Linked DNA regions of Mus musculus: region 1 is linked to region 2. A link is a contact called in public Hi-C data. All regions are on one chromosome and are shown on one strand. The core of a region is the stretch at or near the end of the contact, and the rest is flanking DNA. Distances in the headings are between cores, read along the strand shown.

Region 1 (5,305 bases), core at 18-2,517, 230 kb after region 2:
GTGCAGTGCACACTTAATAAAGTAGGATTCTGTCATGGGAAGAGATGCAGATTTAACGGGTATAGTATGAAGTGAGAAGCCATTCATCATGAGAACTAACTAGATTAAAAGGAACAGCCTAGGAGTGAGGGCAGGAGTGGGAAGTACCACCTGCCATGCCACTTTACCAAAGTTCTTTTGGTACCTCTTTGCTCACAGTAGTTTCTCCTGATGAACACAAAAATCCCTTTGCTCCAGCCTTACCCACCTAGAGAACAGACACTGGAACACTTTCTAAGTATTGGCATCATTTGGAAGACTCCACCTATAAAAAATCGTAAAAAGTAGCCCAGCTGGCAGAAGAAAAAAACCAAGCTGTCACAGATACTGCAGGGGTGTGGCTTGCTGCAAGGGGTCCAGAGGACTGCTACTAGCTGCCTGGAATTCTCCAAAAAGGATCGCCCACAACTGTCGTCTCCACAAAATAAAACCAATGACCATCCCCCTAATGGGAACGCTTCTAGACACCTACAGTTGGCCTTCTCCCCAAACAGATTGGCAGCCGAAAAGCCAGGCCCCCACCAAGGCACTACGCAGTCACTAAAGAGGAAGAAAAGCTTGTAAGTATCTAAACTATTCCGGGCTCCGGGCGCAGAGCTGCACTAGTTTTCTTTCTAAGGGAGTCTGAAAGTGACCAAGGAAGCCTGTTCCTGCTACTGACTCCCAGCTTAGGACACTTTGGCCGGGAGTTTCTAGCTAAAAGAAAGATGCGACCCAAGTACCCATGCACAGGTGGCTGGGGGTCCTGCCCGAAGCGCAACCTGGTCCGGGACAGGAGGGTGTGTGGCCCGAGCGCCCCGCCAGACTCACCACATCCATGATCTGCAGGAGGCTCAGGGAGAAGTACACGGTGAGCGGCTGCGAGTCGTTGGCCACCGGCCTCTCCAGCGGGTTGTAGTTCTTGACCAGCTCCTTGTACAGCCTCCTCTGGAACTCGCCTTGCAGGGACACTTAGGAAGCAGAGCGCCCAGCGGGCCTCAGCACGGGGCCGCCACCCCGCCCCAGAGCATCTCAGCCCCGCCGCCCAGCCGCAACCCGGGACCACCCGCCCGCCCGCCTGCCCGCCGGAGTCTGCTCCCCGGAGCCCGCCGCGGGGAGTAGGGCCGAAGCCGCGCTGAGGTTACCGTGCAGCAGCGCCGCGGCCAGAGCCAGCCAGATGCCTCCCCGCCGGCCGCACATGTCGCCGGAGCAGCCGCCGTGTCCCGCCGTCCGCCGGGGCCGAGCTGCCGCTCCAGCCGCCTCCGCGCCTTTAAAGCGCTGCGCGCGCCCGCCGCCGCCGCGCACCCCCACACGTGACAGCGCGCCCCCGCCTCGCGAGCGCTCTCTGAGCCGCGCAGCTCCGTGGCCGCCCCGGGAACTGCATCCCTGCTCAGCTAGTTGATGGCCTCTGACCCCGAGCTACTTGCTCCTGCTACCAACTGTGCTCTGTACTCACACCAGTAACAGTTTTCAGACCCAGTCCTCCAGGACTCTCTCTGGTACCAGAATCTGCATCGCAAACTCAGAAGTTTCTCCAGCCAGACAAGGTAGACCACGCAGGAGTAAGCCTATGTTTTCCCTGCAAGACCTGGTGTTTCCAGCGATTAGCTCCTTCCTGAGGCATAACATACTTTATCAGCAGAAAGCCTGACCTAGTCTCACTTTCTTTTAAAACAGATTCAGAAAATTGGAACATTAACTCCAATCCCTTTCTGAAAAGACAAGCCAAAACTTGATTCTGTCGGCCTCTTTGATTCAAAGAACAGTAAATGAACAAGTAAGGACTGAGGGAGATCAGCCACAGAGACCCTGGTCTAGAGGTATCTTCCTTGCTGCCATATTGGGAGGATGGTACTAATGAGAGCAGTCAGAAGTGAGTTAGGCTACCCCATTTGTCCCCGGAAGTACAGAAAGCACACCTTGATGACTACTCTGGTTTCCGTTAGCGGAATCCATCCTCTCTTCCCACAGACTCCATAACACCTGTGTCATCAGACTGTTGCTCCAATGGGTTAGAAAGTACAACACTAAAAAAGAGGGACAGGCTTATCAAAAAAAAAAAAAAGTGACTAAACTGGAAGTGGTGGGAAGGGGATAGTGACTCCAGCTGCTTGGTTTGCAGGAGCAGTGGCATGCAATACCCTGGAAATGAGTATCTTGAAGGATTCCCATGTTGATTACTAATAGAAGTATAAAGAGTTGGTATAAGGTTTCACAGCTTCAGGTTAAGAGCAAAGGGGGGAAAACTGTTTTGGGAGAAAGTTCATTTAAAAAAAAAAGCAAAAACAAAAAAACAAAAGACAGACAACTGACCAGGGCTCCCGTCAAAGGAGACCCAGTATTCCACATGGGAAGGGGACAGCAGGCAGAGGCATGTGGCAAACAGTTGGGTGTATATCTGGCACCTGGGTACTCCTCATCCTATGTCCAACAGCAGGAACATCACAAAGCAGGCACTTGGTGAAGGAATGAGCTGTAAAGCATTCACTGCCAGGAAGATAGGAGAGAAGGAAAAAAAAAAAAAACATCAGAGAAGGGGAAGCACACAGCATCGGCTAGAAGCAGAAAACCATCTGCACTGGTGGTGGGATGGAAGGGCTCTCTCTTCTATTCTCAGTCTGAAAGTGCCTAAGAGCCCTCGCTAGCACTACAGAGGGATAAGCCAGGAAAACCAACTTCTCCTGAGTGTGGCCAACTGGGATCACATTACAGAAACCATGATTACATCCTTACTGAGTTGGGGAGTCACATTTAGGGGCCCCCAAACATACCACTAAAGCTATGCCCTGTAAGATCAGCAACCAAGGAAATAATCGTCTTTGGGTGGGACAATTGGTCAATACCTGTTTATGACCTATGCTTGGGCAGACACCTGGAGGCTCTGCAAACAACCCATTAACTCAGTTCCTCAGTTCTGAGAAGACTGAAAGCACCTAGTGCTCTCAATGAGACCCAGTTACTTTCATCTGTGCAGTGTAAAATAATCTGAGAGTATAGAGTTTACTCATATGTGTAGGCTCACTGCTTAATCCCATCCTCAGCATAAAGAAAAGGTAAAAGGAAACACAATGTATCCAAGTTTATAAAGGCAACTGGAAACAAACCCTACACACTCCACAAACTGATGGTGCTGCCTTAGCCTAAGGAGAGGCAGAGCAAGGGCAGACTCAAGGATGGAAGTCTAGACTTTTAATGCAGTCCAAGGAAACTGGACATTGTGCCTAGGAGAGATAGGAAGCAGGGATGAAGAAATCTTCATAAATCCACAGACTAAAACAAAATCCCCTTTCATGTAATAGACTAGAAAACCTCTATTGTGTCCCAGGAAAGAGAACCATGTTTTCTGCTTGAGCTATGGAAAGGGAGAAGATAATCCTGTAACCACCGACAGTGCATTAGCAGGCTTAGAGCAGATCCAGCTATCAAATGCCTGTGCTGTTTATATTCAAGGATTCCTCCTCTAGTGGGGGGGGGGGAGCAAAGGGGGGGATAGGGGTGAAGCTTTACAGCTTCCCACACAGGACTCCAAAAGAAAATCACAGTAAGTTCAAATTGCAAAGTGAAAAGCAAGGCTGGAGGCGTGGCTCAGCAGTTAAGAGCTGTTGTTGCAGAGGACCCACGGTCAATTTTCAGGAGTCACATGGTACTTCAAAACAGTCAGTAACTCAAGCTCCAGGGAATCTGATGCCCTGGTCTGGCTCTTCAGGATCACATGCAGTGCAGACAGACATACAGACACAACACGTATATATGTTAAATAGCAAGATAATTTTTAAAAGAAAAAATAAAAAACATGCAAGTGAATAGACAACACATAAGAGGAGTCACAGTCAACCTTAAAGCTGACTTTACAACAAACTAATCAGGAAAGATGCTTAGGGTGGTTTGAATGAAAATAGCCCCCATAGGCTCATAGGGAGTGGCATTATTAGGAGGTGTGGCCTTGTTGGAGTAGGTGTGGCCTCATTGGAAGAAGTGTGCCACTGGAGATGGGTTGAGGTTTCAGAACGTCAAGCCAGGTCCAGGGTCTTTCTCTTCCTGCTCCCTGCCAATCCAGATGTAGAACTCTCAGCTACCTCTCTAGCCCCATGTCTGCCTACATGCTACCATGCTTCCTGCCTTGATGACAGTGGACTAAACCTCTGAATGGAAAGCCAGCTTCAATTAAATGGCTCTCTTTATTAGAGCTGCTGTAGTCATGTGTCTCTTCACAGCAACAGAAAATCTAAGACAAAAGACCAACAATTTGAGATAGTAGGATGATTGTTTTAAGCCTGTAAAATTAAAATGTGTAAAACGTATAAAATGACCAAATATGTCGACCACAATGGACAACGTTAATGTCCCCTTTGCCCTACACTGCCAAGATGTATTTCTCACCTACCTTGGGGAGGGGGGAATTGGATGGCTTTCCTGGATGAACACCATCTTTTCTGGGTCTTTTAGGGATGCAGGGTCCCTTCATTAAGCAGAGAGGCAATATTGGACTACAGAAACATCCAAAAACAAATTCTGGAAACTTCCCAGTGTTAATAAGAAACATCAAACCACAGGAGACCTTGACCATAAATTTGACTACTGCTACATTTCCACTAAATTTTAAAGATTTTTCATCTATTTCTATCTGTAAGAAAGAATGCTGTATAATTTTTACCTCTTAAAATTTCACTAATTCTGTGAAGAATGATATTAGCATCATGGAGTAAATTGGGAAACAATCCCAACTCCACAATATTCTCAAATTGATTGTAGAAGATATTATTTCTAATTTGAACTTTGAAAAGATTGGCAAATGGAGTTATAAACCTTAAGGTTTCTTTATAAAACTTAGAAAATTATTTTTATTGGCATATGATATATTTGTATGACACATTCCACTCTGCATGTAGATTTGGTCTGAGGACAACTTAGTGAAAATGAAGTCAGTTCTCTCCTTCCACCTTTATCAGGCCCACAGGCTTGTGTATCGTTATGGTCTCTCACTGAGCCTACATTTATGGGTTGTTTTGATGTTGTTACTGTTGTTTTCTAAGTTAAGAACAAAGTTTAACAGCTATAGGACAGTTCAGAGTTTCTATTTCATCCTGAAAAGGTTTTTACAACTTGTAGCATTTTGAGAATTGCACCTGTTTCTTTAAGCAATAATAGATTTGCGGCATGGCATTACAGTACCCCTTTGATGCCACCATTCTGTCTGCAAAACATGTAGTGATAACTCCTTTTCATTCCTGCATCTAGTAATTAGTTTCCTAATTTTTGATCTTAATTACATTCAGTAGGGTTCATC
Region 2 (5,638 bases), core at 888-3,387:
CAAACAAATTTGAGTGATCTGTAAAGAATAAAGTAATGATACATATGAAAACTTTGAAAAACCAAAACAAGCAATGCTTTATTAGAGATGATAGGAAGAGATCATCAAACTGAGGGCTAAAATTAACTAAATAGAAATGAAAACCAAGCAGGATAAATAAAAGGAAGAATTTGTTCTTTCAAAAATATTAACAAATCAAATCAACAGAAAGAGAAAAAATTCTCAATTAATAAAACTAAAGATGAAAGGAGATTACAACAGACACTGAGGAAATACATAGAATCATGAGGATACACTTAAATTTTTATTAAGTGTAAATTTTAAGAGAAAGGATGAAGTTTTAGATATATACAGCCTACTAAAGTTTAATCAAGGCAAAATATATATAATTTTAAAAGACCCATAAAAGCATGGAAATAGCAGGAGTATTTAAAAATCTCCCCAAGAAACACAGCCAGAGATAAATAAATTCAAGCACAGAAGTCTTCCAGGCCTTTAAAGAAACTAACACCAATATTACTTCTAGGCTATTTGTTAATTAAAAATAAATAAACAATGAAAGAAGTGCATATTCCTGGGGTATAGGTCAAGCTGTATCCTACTGACTAAAATTTACAATAGGTCCTTTAATCTCATTGAGCCTTCTTTCTGGTACTCTAAGTTTGATGGAGGTAAAGGGCATGAGACATATGTGGAAAGTGTTCCTGTAATGACCTGTTATTTCTGATTTGCCTGAAAGGAATTGCTGCTCCCCTGAAACCAGCTACAGCTTGGTGACTGTGTTTATGTCCTATTGCATCTGGCCCAGTGTTTGTAGGTGAGCCATTTAATGTGTGATTTTATATCTCTTCACAGCTGCCAGGCAGTAAAAGGTAACACAAAAATCAAAAGACTTATAGGGTGAATGAGAAATGAACCTCAAGTCATTGCAAAAGCTTCTACACTGCTCAGGCAGCTGTGCGTGCTCCATTTTGTTTAAAAAATATAGAAAGTGTTCAGATTAGCACCTGGCAGTCAGTGCACTCCAAATACACATTGTTGCTATGATGCTATTCTATGGCCTCAAGAATGTTAGTGCTTTTATTTGAAACCATGGTACTGTTCATCTATTTCTTGATTAGTGAATCATTCTTTTAAGGCTCAGAGATTTTCATAGAGGAATATTGTATTTGGCAAAAGAAGAGCACAGAAAGCCCTACTTTGAACACCTGTAGACTGTGTGTAAACACCTACGAAAGACTCATGAGCCAAGTGGCATATATCTATAAGTCCTGTATTCTAGCAAGGAGGATGACAAGTTCAAAGCTAGTAAGACCCTCTTTCAAAAACTGAAAACCTGCCAGTGACTCAGATCTTCTTTAAGCTCTGGTTTCTTTGCCTACAAAAGGAGAACAACAAAAACAATAACAACAACATAACACCTGAAAATGTAGTCAGGTATTAAAAAATCTAAGTGCCCCATCTCCTGCTCTGCCCATGATTTTTGTTTTTAGTACTGATCCCAGGTCCCCTATTGTGATGGTTTGTATATTCTTGGACCAGGGAGTGGCACCATTTGGAGGTGTGGCCTTGTTGGAATAGGTGTGACCTGGTTGGAGAAGGTGTGTCACTGTGGGTGTGGGCTTAAGACTCTCACCCCAGTTGCCTGGAAGTCAGTCTTCCACTAGCAGCCTTTGGATGAAGATGTAGAAAGAACTCTCAGCTCTGCCTGCGCCATGCCTGCCTGGATACTGCCATGCTCCCACCTTGATGATAATGGACTGAACCTCTGAACCTGTAAGCCAGCCCCAATTAAATGTTGTTTTTTTTATAAGACTTATGTTGGTCATGGTGTCTGTTCACAGCAGTAAAACCCTAACTAAGACACCTATCTTCACATCCTAAGTCCTTCACTAGTCCTGAGACTCCTGGTTTTCCTAATCATTGTTTCATGCAAAGAGAAGGTACTCTTGTCACTTCTGATATTAGCAGGTTTAGGAAAAAAAAAACATTCCAAGCATGTGACTATATTCAAATTGCCTACATATTTTACATAGCTCCATTGCTTACATAGCTGCATATGCCACAGAGGTAGCTACAAACAGAGAATTATTTGTCATTTTAAAAACAGCTCAGTCTCCCCTAACCCATGCTCCTTCCCTGTATAATGAAAATATCCTATCTTTTCATTCATGACTGTACTGGGTGATCATTTCATTTCATAATATTGATTTTTCTGGGTAGTTCTGAAGGGTGCTGCTTTGGACCTACAAAAGTGAGTGGGTCACAGTCCAGGCATCAATACTCGAAGCCAAGTGTAATCATGGTCCAACATCCTCATGAAAGTAGCCTTTAAAATCACTGTAAGAAAAACTAATTAAACAAGTTTAGCATTAATCATTTCTGGAGGGGAACCAAGCCCAGACAGTCACGCCAGTTGGTCTTAATCACAACCTCTTAATTTAATAACAACCTTCACTGGGAATTGTAACATTGTGTGAGGTGGACCTGGCAAGCTTTTGTATCCGGTTCCAGATGGGAAACCTAATTGATTTGTTCAAATTTGTTCAAAGAGTTTTAAGGCACTGAGCAAGCCCCGGAATCCTGCTGTTCCATCTCTACCAGAAGTCCTACCATTGAGCCAGTACCCAGGGACCAGAAAGGGAAAGAGACTTTATTGTGTGTGAAAATACCAGCTAAATGTTTTTGCTAAATTTAAGTAATTTAAAGGATGTGAGTTTTTTGAATCCTCTGTTCATCCTTCCCGTCCTACATCTTGTTTTCTCTGTGTGTAATTATAGTTCCCAGGGATGACATGTTCTTTCTTCATTATGATGGAGAGATTGAAAGCCTGATATCATTCAATGACATTAAGTGCCATCACTTTCCCGTGCTACTGAGATGGAAACATCTTTCCCCATTCTTCTTGTATTGCATGATCCATTGTTATGGCAGGGCATTCTATATCACACATGTGCGTTTGTGTAAGGGAGTCCTTTGAAATGGGTAGTAATTCACAGGGATAGTACACCTATGACATGCTGTGAAGAGATAGTTCCAGTGTGACCTAGTGATGAGCATTATCTGGAATACAAATCACCATAGACAACTTATTGATTTGGCAATCTGCATAAAGTATATTATTCAGAACAGTAATGTCTAGAAATTAGTTCTAACTCAATAAAGGCATACATAGATATGAGATAATAAATATAATAAGTAAAGTTCAGAAACATATGCAGAAGCTTTTTATAGGAGTTTTAGGATAATTAAACCAGACTGCATTGAATTAAATCACTCTTCACCCAGCAAAATGACAGCATAGAGACTTAGTTATATGAAAAATTCATTAAAGTTCAGAGAAGATTGCTAAGCAGATTGAATGTTATCACTCCACCTTTGAGAAAACACAGGTGGAGGTAGAGTGTCAGAAGGACAAATTTTAGTAATGTGATTTTCATTTTTCTCTTCTTCTTACCCTATTTACAAAAGTAGAATGAAACCCACTCAGTTGTTCCTTTCTGAAGTTATTTGGCTCACAGCTTTACATAAGACTTAACATGACAAGTGGCCTTCAAAACCATTTGTCCATCGTTTTCTGTGTGACTGTTTGGTCTAGTGAGCTTCAAATCTTACACTATCACTACAGAAGAGTTTGCTATCTGTAACCTCCCCCCACGACCCCAGCCTGAAACCTGTTTGCTCAGGTTTCACTGTTTGCAAGAAGAGGGCATGGGGTGGAGCCTGCCGCCCTATCGTTCTGCCACTCCCACTGCTGCTGTCTGCCACTCCCACTGCTGCTGTCTGCCACTCCCACTGCTGCTGCCTGCCGCCTAGCTGTTCCAGAGCCAAACACATGGTCACCTGAAACTGGATTCCAGGATGATTTGGCGGGAATGGGCCCCTTTCCCCTTCTTTATAACCCGGTGCACTGAATAGTAAAATTGAGCTTTAATCAAAACTTGGTTGTCTTAGTTCCGTTCTTTCTCTCGTCCGTTTAGTTCCTTTACTTTCAGCCGCGTAACCTGCTCCTCCTGAGCTGCTGGACAGCATGCAACAGCTATCTGCCTAAGATTTTTATTATAAACAAAAAAGGACACCCTATTTTCTGACTGTGAGGTCTCTGAACAATGGGTCCATGTGTTTCCTCATTGTTGGTCTCCTACCCTCCTTTTCATCACAACAGAGGCTCATGGCTGCCATGTAGGACCCACTCAACAAAAGTCTGTTCTACTGATCCAATCATATTACAGATAGGGAGACTGAGTTCTGACCACCTCTCTATCCCATAATGCTCCTCCCCATTCCAATCACAAATGGTGGACGTCTTAACTAACTGGAGGGCCTCCCAGAAAATAAGGGGTTACCTAAAATGTCCCTAAAAATAAGTCTTCCCTTCTGCCCCACCTCTCCAGCACCACCAACAATAGTAAGTGCTCCTTATGATTTCTCTTAGTGATTCAGAAAGAAAATCTTTTGCACCAGAAAAAAACAAAACAAAACAAAGGTGTCTCAATAAAGACAAGTGACACTGAAATGACGATAGCCCCTAACAAAGACAGACCATGAGGATGTTCAACTTGAATCTGGAACAGCAAACAGTGGGAGCAGAACTGTGGTGTACTAAGAAGAGAAACTCAAGTGTTGGTTGGAGTGGGATAGTTAATGCCAAACACTTTTATGTGTGGAGTGTTAGATGCAGAGCAGACTCTCTTCTCTGGAGTTGGAACCACAAAGCCAATATGCTCCAAGGCTACCATGTGATCTTTGAGCATCTCTTTGAGGTAAGTGTAAGGCTGTAGATTAGCCCACAATAAATACTCCTTGACTTTTTAAAAATTATTTTATTAGATATTTTCTTCATTTACATTTCAAATGCTATCCCAAAGTACCCTATACACTCCCCCTGCCCTGCTCCCCTACCCACCCACTCCCACTTCTTGGCCCTGGTGTTCCCCTATACTGGGTCATGTAAAGTTTGCTAGATCAAGGGACTTATCTTCCCAATGACGGCCAACTAGGCCATCTTCTGCCACATATGCAGCTAGAGACATGAGCTCTGGGGGTACTGATTAGTTTATATTGTTGTTCCACCCATAGGGTTGCAGACCCCTACAACTCCTTCGGTACTTTCTCTAGCTCCTCAATTGGGGGCCCTGTGTTCCATCCTATAGATGACTGTGAGCATCCACTTCTGTATTTGCCAGGCACTGGCAAAGCCTCACAGGAGACAGCTATATCAGGGTCTTTTCAGCAAAATCTTGCTGACATATGCAATAGTGTCTGGGTTTGGTGGATGTTTATGGGATGGATCTCCAGGTGGGTCAGTCCTGGATGGTCCTTCCTTCCATCTCAGCTCCAAACTTTGTCTCTGTAACTCCCTCCATGGGTATTTTGTTCCCAATTCTAAGGAGGAACGAAGTAGCCACACTTTGGTCTTCCTTCTTCTTGATTTTCTTGTGTTTTGGAAATTGTATCTTGAGTATTCTAGGTTTCTGGGCTAATACCCACTTATCAGTGAGTGCATATCAAGGGACTTCTTTTGTGATTGGGTTACCCCACTCAGGATAATATCCTCCAGATATATTCATTTGCCCAAAATTTCATAAATTCGTTGTTTTTAATAGCTGAGTAGTACTCCATTGTGTAAATGTACCAC

What was found. A called contact is a pair of places that touch in the nucleus more often than the background predicts.
Region 1: a Hi-C map of the N1E-115 cell line shows a contact between it and region 2, with 2.4 times the contacts expected there. The contact joins the promoter of Chrna7 here to the enhancer-like site in region 2. A contact is called at or near these places in 4 of 39 promoter capture datasets (cranial neural crest, embryonic stem cells, liver and 1 more), 1 of 484 Hi-C or Micro-C datasets (the N1E-115 cell line) and 2 of 115 datasets of contacts at active chromatin or transcription factors (astrocytes and embryonic stem cells).

The regions. Positions count from the first base shown.
Region 1 is chr7:63,211,259-63,216,563 of GRCm38.p6, forward strand. Chrna7 (cholinergic receptor, nicotinic, alpha polypeptide 7) reads right to left here and starts at 1,268. Exons shown (of 10, transcript NM_007390.3): 1 at 1,164-1,268; 2 at 850-989. The coding sequence starts at 1,218.
Region 2 is chr7:62,977,559-62,983,196 of GRCm38.p6, forward strand. No RefSeq gene overlaps it. Among named protein-coding and RNA genes, the nearest start is that of A26c2, 160 kb to the left of the region's middle. Within about 2 kb of position 2,138, at least 1 of the 459 cell types and tissues checked has an H3K27ac peak or open chromatin away from gene starts, as enhancers often do. A contact at or near this core is called in the N1E-115 cell line, where this site is marked.